3 separate regions of the Macaca mulatta genome follow, and regions 1 and 3 are each linked to region 2. The links are chromatin contacts, called in public Hi-C maps. All regions are on one chromosome and are shown on one strand. Each heading gives the region's core, a stretch centred on a gene start, on an enhancer-like site or on the middle of the called end of the contact. The rest is flanking DNA. Distances are from core to core; before and after follow the strand shown. Region 1 has its middle 110 kb from the start of KLF13. Region 2 holds the start of LOC106999105. Region 3 has its middle 60 kb from the start of KLF13.

Region 1 (2,700 bases), core at 42-2,541, 230 kb after region 2:
ACAGGGAGTTCAGAGAGGCTCAGCTGAAGTCAGCAGCTGGGCTGGCATCCTAGTCTCCCCACCCGGTGCCTGCAGGGGGACCAGTCTCTTCTCAGAACAGCCCTTAGTGTTATTTATCAAGACTAGATATTTTTTTCTCATGTAATTCAGTTACAACTTTTGTTTTTGTCCTGACGTGTGTGTCTTTTAAAGCACATTCCTCGCATCTGACTTCTGTTTTTCTGACTTCATCTGTTTACTACTCATCACATGGCTCTTCATTTCTTCTTGCTTAGTAATAAAAACAGGCCGTGGCCACATCCCGTAAGTTTTGCTGGGCAATTTTCTCATCATTCCCGTCTTATGTAAATGCAGTTTTGTTTTTCTCGGTGAGCTGATGTTTCTTTAGGACAGTGATTTTATTTTTAAGTTTCAAGGGGTTAGATTTTAAAAATTGGGGTGTGATTTACATACAGGGCATTTAAAAAATTAAACTTTTAGTTGTTGACTTGAAGATTTATTGCATTGAGGTTTTTAACCTCATTACATGTTCTGCTTTTTGGTATTTATTGAGGTTTCTCTGTGGCCCAATATTTCATCAATGTTTATAAATATTGCTTGAATTCTGGAAAGGAAAGTTTTCTGGTTTTGGTGGTTTTTTTGTTTGTTTGTTTGTTTTTTCTTTTGTTTTGTTTTGTTTTGAGACAGAGTCTCGCTCTTTTGCCCAGGCTGGAGTGCAGTGGTATAATCTTGACTCACTGCAACCTCTGCCTCCCAGATTGAAGCAATTCTCGTGCCTTAGCCTCCCCAGTAGCTGGGATTACAGGCATCTGCCACCATGCCTGGCTGATTTTTGTATTTTTAGTAGAGACGGGGTTTCACCATGTTGGCAAGGCTGCTCTTGACCACCTGACCTCAAGTGATCTTCCCCCACTTGGCCTCCCAAAGTGCTGGGATTATGGGCCTGAGCCACCATGCCTGGCCAGTTCTCTGTTTTTATATAAAATTTAACATAGACATGACTCACATGTCATAGCCTATAACCACAGTCATATGCACACTCATGTTACACCAAGATTATGAAGGCCTGCTGAGCCTTCCACCCTCCATCCCATTGCCAAGAGCACAGTCCTCCACCGAGCATGGCCTATGTCCCTACAGCAGTGGAAAGATCAAAGAGTACAAACCCAGCTTGAAGCCACACTTTCTCACCTAGACTAAGTAAGGCTTCCTTTGTTCCCTAATCTGGCCTCTAAGACTTCCCCTTCAACAGCTAGATGACCTCAGACTATGACCTCATGGTCTAAAAATTTACCAGATTGCTCAAGAAAATCTTGGTTTTGGGCCCTCAAACCGATCTCAATCCCAGGAGCTCAAACCGAACCCAGAGGCCCCAAGAGAGAACCTTTGCCGTGGTGTTTCTTTAACCTCACCCACCCACCAGCCTGCATCTGGGCCTCAAGAAACACTGCTCCTCTTAAAAAAAGAAAGAGCTCACGTGACAACTGATGACTCTGAACAAACGTGTGTGTGTGTGTGTGTGTGTAGGTGTGTGTCAGAGGGGGTTGGGGGGTGGGGGTTGACTTCGTTAGCAGTGTCTACTCAATCAGTAATATTGATTACATTATTTAAGCCTTCATATGCCTGTGGATTTTTGATATACTGCCTCCATCAAAAAGTGTGAGTGAGGCCGGGCGCAGTGGCTCACGCCTGTAATCCCAACACTTTGGGAGGCTGAGGCAGGTGGATCACGAGGTCAGGAGATCAAGACCATCCTGGCTAAAACAGTGAAGCGCCATCTCTACAAAATGCAAAAAATTAGCTGGGCGTGGTGGCGGGCACCTGTAGTCCCAGCTACTCGGGAGGCTGAGGCAGGAGAATGGCCTGAACCTGGGAGGCGGAGCTTGCAGTGAGCCAAGATCGTGCCACTGCACTCCAGCCTGGGCGACAGAGTGACACTCTGTCTCAAAAAAAAAAAAAAAAAAAGTGTGAGCGATACAGTAAAACGACCCCATGCAATTGCATTTTTGTCAATTTCTACTTGTATTTTTAAAGTTTTCATTTAATACATTTTAGTGGAATAATATTTCCCATGTAAGAAGGATTGTGGAAGTTGTCATTTCATGATTTAGAAAAATAAAATGACCTCCTTTGCCTTATTTTCATAGTTATTGTTTTAGATTCTATTTTCTGTGAATTTTTTCTTTAAAAATGTGACATCTGTTCTTTTCACTTACTTGTTTGCAATTGACCTAGCATATTTTCGTTCATTCCTTTGCTGTCATTAGCAAATCCATAGTGAGCATCTCCTATATGTATGCCACGCGGTGTCTCAGAACTGAGCTTTGCAGAGTGTCACAGAGACACGGCTCCTACCTTCGTGAATCACATTCCACGCCTCACTCTATTTTAATTGTGTCTCTTATAACCAGCATATAGTTGGATATTGTTTTTTGAGTTTAGTTAACTGATTGTCTTCTTATAGAGGTATTTGAACTACCCACATTTGTCACTGTAACTAATACTTTTGGTATTATTTTTGTTATGCTGTTTCATGTTTTCTGCTTTTGTTTTGTTTGTTTGTTTGTTTGTTTTTGAGACAGGGTTTCACTCTGTCACCCAGGCTGGAGTGCAGTGGCACAATCTCGGTTCACTGCAACCTCCACCTCCCAGGCTCAAGTGATCCTTCCACCTCAGACTCCCAAGTAGCTGGGACTACAG
Region 2 (2,700 bases), core at 146-2,645:
TGTTTTGAAAGGTTTGTAGATAACCAATCAGGGCTGTGTTATAGTGTGTCAGGACAGCAATACTAAAAAGCCATTTTCAAGTTCAAATATATTAAAGTTGTCTCTTTCCCACACACACAAAATGAGCACAGCTTTCATTATTCATCAAATGAAAAAATTAAGCACTGTAATTATCTGTCTATGGCCCCAGGATAGGCTGTGCTTCATTTAATCAGACGTTGCTACGTGAAGCCGCAGACTACGTCTGGCCACGAACAGACATAAAAGAAGGGCTAGTTGATGAAAAAAAAGAACAAAACCAACTTTCAGGTCTTAATATCCAATGTTGCTTTCCCTGAGAACTTCTGAGCCTTAAAACTCAGCTGGAGTTTACAAGGAGGAAGGGAGATTCTAGAAGGTGATAACTGGGCCCGTGACACAAAAGCCAAATACAACAAAGCTAATGAAATCTTTCTCATAACCAAATTGGCAGGGCCCCTGCCTTGCTTTTCTTGAGAGGATCCATAGGGCTCTGTGTTTATGTTTGAGGATTTGTCTGAAATCCTAGAGGCTTAGAGCTAGCGGGCAGGGCTTGGTGAGGCCCATGTCTCGTCAACGGCAGGAACTGGCACTCCTTGCATTTAGCTCAAATGCAGTCCTAGGCTGGGCGCCGTGGCTCACCCTGTAATCCCAGCACTCTGGGAGGCCAAAGCGGGCAGATCACCCGAGGTTGGGAGTTTGAGACCAGCCTGACCAACATGGAGAAACTCTGTCTCTACTAAAAATACAAAATTAGCCGGGCGTGGTGGCCATGCCTGTAATCCCAGCTACTCGGAAGGCTGAGGCAGGAGAATCGCTTGAACCTGGGAGGTGGAGGTTGCCGTGAGCCGAGATTGTGCCATTGCACTGCAGCCTGGGCAACAAGAGAGAAACTCTGTCTCAAAAAAAAAAAAATCCAGTCCTGCAGGAAAGTGTAACATGTGGAGGTATCTGAGGGGGACCCCCAGCAGTTCTCCCTTTTTTTTGGAGGCACCTCTATGAACCCTGCCCAATTCCCTGAGGTTACTGAGTTTCTGAGGGTCACACTCAAAACAGATTTTTCTGGGCCGGGCGTGGTGGCTCACGCCTGTAATCCCAGCACTTTGGGAGGCTGAGGTGGGTGAACCACGAGGTCAGGAGATTGAGACCATCCTGGTTAACATGGTGAAACCCCGTCTCTACTAAAAATACAAAAAATTAGCCGGGCATGGTGGCGGGCGCCTGTAGTCCCAGCTACTCCGGAGGCTGAGGCAGGAGAATGGCATGAACTTGGAAGGCAGAGCTTGCAGCGAGCCTAGATCGAGCCACTGCACTCCAGCCTGGGTGACAAAGCGAGACTCAGTCTCAAAAAAAAAAAAAAGAGTCACACAGATTTTTCTGATTTAATTGTCATTTATTTAATACACAGAAGCTTTCAAAACAAGGGCTCCTGGATGAGGGTGGAAAGAAGGTTGGGGTCCTAGGCCAATGAGTTTAAGGTTCCTTTCACACTGGAGCACCCAGGCTTGCTTGACCTGGATGCCCACTGGCTGAGCGCCTGCCTGGAGTGGCCCAGTGGGGATCTCCTCCTCCCTCCCAAGCCAGGGAGAGGGATGAAGCCAGGAAAGATGGCCACCTCCCCCAGAAGAGTAGTTTCTGGCTTTTGGTGCAAGAGCCCCTTCTCTCCCAGGTGCTGGAAAACGTCGTATTTTACTGATTTCCCCCTTCTCCCCATTCCCTCCTTCCCCTATCTGTTGGAGGCTTGCAGCTGTCCTTTTGCAGTAGACACATGGTGGTCTCAGGAGCTAACATCAGCCCTTCTACAAGCCAGGGGAACACCAAACACTTGCCTGTCAATCGAGCTCCACTCAGCGGGGTTCAGACAAGCTCAGGGACCACCCCTGGCTCAGCAGTGCCGACTGTAGCCTTGTAGCAGTTACTGCTGCACACACGTGAGGACACACAGGAAGGGTACGCATTTGATACAGGCTTCCCATGGAAATACCTTCTCAAACCTGGAGCGGGGTGAGAATGTGGCAGCCCTCGGCCCCTCCTGGGTCAGAAGCTGGCTCAGCCCAGCGTTCACAGAGGCCAGCCTCCCAGAGCCCGAGAAGAGGCCTGCGCCAGGCGTGGTCACTGTAGGCTGCAGATTGTGCAACAGGAGCCAAGGGATGGGGAGGCATTCTGGTCAGAGACTTGGAAAGCTTCTGGAACAGGGTGAAACATTCATCAGGTGACCCAGGGGATAGGCTCTCCAGGAAGGAAGCCCAGTTCCAGTTCCAGCAGTAGCCAGAGTTCTCGGCATGTTAGGACGGTGGGATTCTAGCCTGGGGCGGTGGGGCGGTGGGGGGGTGGGGGTGGGCGGGAACAGGACAAGGCCTGCGGCAGTGCAGGAACCCAGCTGGGGCACCCTGACCCTCCGGCCATGCCCTTCTGCGCCTGTGCAGGGGACAGCAGAGGGGAGCTCGGGGACTGACATCCCAAAGCCCTGGTCCCCTCCTTGCTCTCGCAGCCAGTCCTTGCTGTAGGACAGTGACCCATGTCTGCAGCCCGACCCAGCCCACCCACAGAGCCCGGCGTCCCAGAGCTGCTGGGGGCACGGTGGTCGGGAAGTGAGTGGTTGAGCAGTCCTTCGCAGGGCTGCTGCCAGGTATCAGCCTCGGAGGTTTCCCTGAAACACAGCCAACGCCCGCAAAGACCTGG
Region 3 (2,700 bases), core at 125-2,624, 180 kb after region 2:
CTGCTATAGAAGCTGCGGCAAGTTATCCAGAAGATCTTCGCCAAGATCATTGCTGAAGGTGGCTTCACTACACAACAGATTTTCAGTGTAAATGAAACTGACTTCTATTTGAGGAAGATCCCATCTAGGACTTTCAAAGCTAGAGATAAGTCAATGGCTGGCTTTAAAGGACAAGCTGGTTTTCTTGTTAGAGGCTAAGGCAGTTGATGACTTTAAGTTAAAACCAGTGCTCATTTACCATTCGGAAAATCCTGGGACCATTAAAAATACGCTAACTCTACTCTGCCTACGCTCTAGAAGTGGAAGAACAAAGCCTGGAGGACAGCACACCTATTTACAGCATGGCTTACTGAATATTTTGAAGCCCACTTTGAGACTCCTTTCTGATGAAACTTGAATGAATGAGGAGTTGCTTCTTATGGATGAGGAAAAACAGTGGTTTCTTGAGATGGAATCTACTCCTTGTGAAGACGCTGTGAACATTGTTGAAATGACAACAAAGGATTTAGAATATTCCATAAACTTAGCTGATAAAGCAGTGTCAGGGTTTGAGAGGATGGACTCCAATTTCAGAGGAAGTTTTACCATGGGTCAAATGCTATCAGCATTGCACACTACGGAGAAGTCCATCACTAAAAGACTAGTCCATTGGTGTGGCAAACTTCATTGTTGTCTTATTTGAAGGAATTGCCACAGCCACCCCAACCCTCAGCAACCACAACCCTGATCAGTCTGCAACCATCAACATTGAATCAAGACCTTCCAGCACGAAAAAGACCAAAACTTGCTGAAGGCTTAGATGATTGTTAGCATTTGTTAGCAAAAAGTATTTTTAAATTAAGGTATGTACATTGCTTTTACAGACAGAATGCTATTGCACACTTAATAGGCTACAGTATAGTTTAAACATAACTTTTATATGCACTGGGAAACCAGAAAATGTGTTTGACTCTCTTTATTGTGATATTTGCTGATTGCAGTGGTCTGGAACCAAACCCACAATATCTTGAGGTCTGCCTGTACTAGAACTGGGCGGTGGGAAAAGTGGGGCTTGTTTTTCCTTTCTCTGTATTCACTTTAGGTGTGAAATGTTTGACAGTCTCACAATCTGTGACCTGGTTCACAGATGTGGTTCCTGCCTGTTATCAGGGCTTGGCCAGGTTCAGGCAGGCCTGCAGGCTGTCCCCACAATGGGCAGATTGAAGTGTGCACAGATGTCTGTGACAGGGCTGTGACTAGCCTGTGATCAGGCTGTGGCCAGGCTGCTGTCTGGAGCAGGCAGAGCTTTGTCCCATAATAGGGGTGCTGCCAGGGAGTCTGGCACCTGGAGCACAGCCACTGGCTTGGACACGAGCCATCCGACAGCGTGGAATAAAAATAGAACTGCTTCAGCTGGAGAGGAGACAGGCTGAGCTCCCTGCTGCGAGGCCTTTAAAACAAGAGCAGGTTTCATTGATCTGAGACTAGGTAAGCATGTTGCCTCGAGTCAGGAAGGAGTCGAAGTCATCTGCCCTGGTACCTGGAAGTGCCTGAACATGATGGGGCTGGGTGGTTATTACTCTTCTTATCAGCTGGCACTGTCCCTTTAGGAAAGCATTAGAAACTGTTTTTGTTTGTTTTCCTTTCATGTCTAGGTAAAGAATGCATACTCTGTATACAGTTGCTGACAGTTGTAAAACTGAGAAAGTGCCAGTGAAAATGATTTAAAAAATGAAACAGTAAGGCTGGGCATGGTGGCTCATACCTGTAATCCCAGCACTTTGGGAGGACAAGGCGGGCAGATCACCTGAGGTCAGGAGTTCGAGACCAGCCTGACTAGCATGGAGAAAACCTGTCTCTACTGAAAATACAAAATTAGCCGGGTATGGTGGTGCATGGCTGTAATCCCTCCCAGCTACTCAGGAGGCTGAGGCAGGAGAATCACTTGAACCCGGGAGGTGGAGGTTGTGGTGAGCCAAGATTTCAAGCTGGGCGACAAGAGCGAAACTCTGTCTCAAAAAAAAAAAAAAAAGAAAGAAAAAGAAAAAGGAACAGTAAAATATGTTTATTTTATGGAGTATTGAGTCATGATGTTCAAGGACTTTGGAAGTAATTTGACTGTTGGTTTTGTTTTTAAAATTCAGGAATTCTAATCATACATATGAACAAGGTTAAAAAATACCAAAAACAAAAAACAAAAAACGAATGATAGAATGTCTCTTTACCCATCCCCCCCACACACACCAGTTCTACCACCTCGGGACTAAACTTTATCGCTTCTGTTTTTAATTTGTTTTTGTCGTTATTCCCTTCAGCTTCAATAAAATACTTGTCCTCCTACTTTGTGATTTATGAGTATCTGACAAAATATACTGGCTTCCTAATATGAAAGATGAATACCGTTGACCCTTCAACAACACGAGTTTGAACTGCGTGGGTCCACTTCTATGTAAATTTTCTCCTGCCTCTGCCACCCCTGAGACAGCAAGACCATCTTCTCCTCTTCCTCCTCCTCCTCAGCCTACTCAGCATGAAGACAATGAGAATGAACACCTTTATAATGATCCACTTCCACTTAATGAATACTAAATATATTTTCTCTTTCTTATATTTTCTTAATAACATTTTCTTTTCTCTAGTTTACTGTATTGTAAGAATGCAGAATATAATATATCTCACATACAAAAGATGTGTTAATTAACTGTTCATGTGATCAGCAAG

Evidence for each region. Hi-C and Micro-C count contacts between places; a contact is called where the count stands out from the background.
Region 1: a contact with region 2 is called in a Hi-C map of blood, with 2.7 times the contacts expected there. The contact joins the enhancer-like site here to the promoter of LOC106999105 in region 2. A contact is called at or near these places in 2 of 14 Hi-C or Micro-C datasets (blood and liver).
Region 3: a Hi-C map of fetal cortex germinal zone shows a contact between it and region 2, with 1.7 times the contacts expected there. The contact joins the enhancer-like site here to the promoter of LOC106999105 in region 2.

Annotation. Positions count from the first base shown.
Region 1 is chr7:7,736,777-7,739,476 of T2T-MMU8v2.0, reverse strand. No RefSeq gene overlaps it. Among named protein-coding and RNA genes, the nearest start is that of KLF13, 110 kb to the left of the region's middle. Within about 2 kb of position 1,291, at least 9 of the 40 cell types and tissues checked have an H3K27ac peak or open chromatin away from gene starts, as enhancers often do. A contact at or near this core is called in blood, where this site is marked.
Region 2 is chr7:7,962,788-7,965,487 of T2T-MMU8v2.0, reverse strand. It overlaps LOC106999105, which reads left to right and starts at 1,395. Exons shown (of 2, transcript XR_013395477.1): 1 at 1,395-2,700.
Region 3 is chr7:7,787,640-7,790,339 of T2T-MMU8v2.0, reverse strand. No RefSeq gene overlaps it. Among named protein-coding and RNA genes, the nearest start is that of KLF13, 60 kb to the left of the region's middle. Within about 2 kb of position 1,374, at least 12 of the 40 cell types and tissues checked have an H3K27ac peak or open chromatin away from gene starts, as enhancers often do. A contact at or near this core is called in fetal cortex germinal zone, where this site is marked.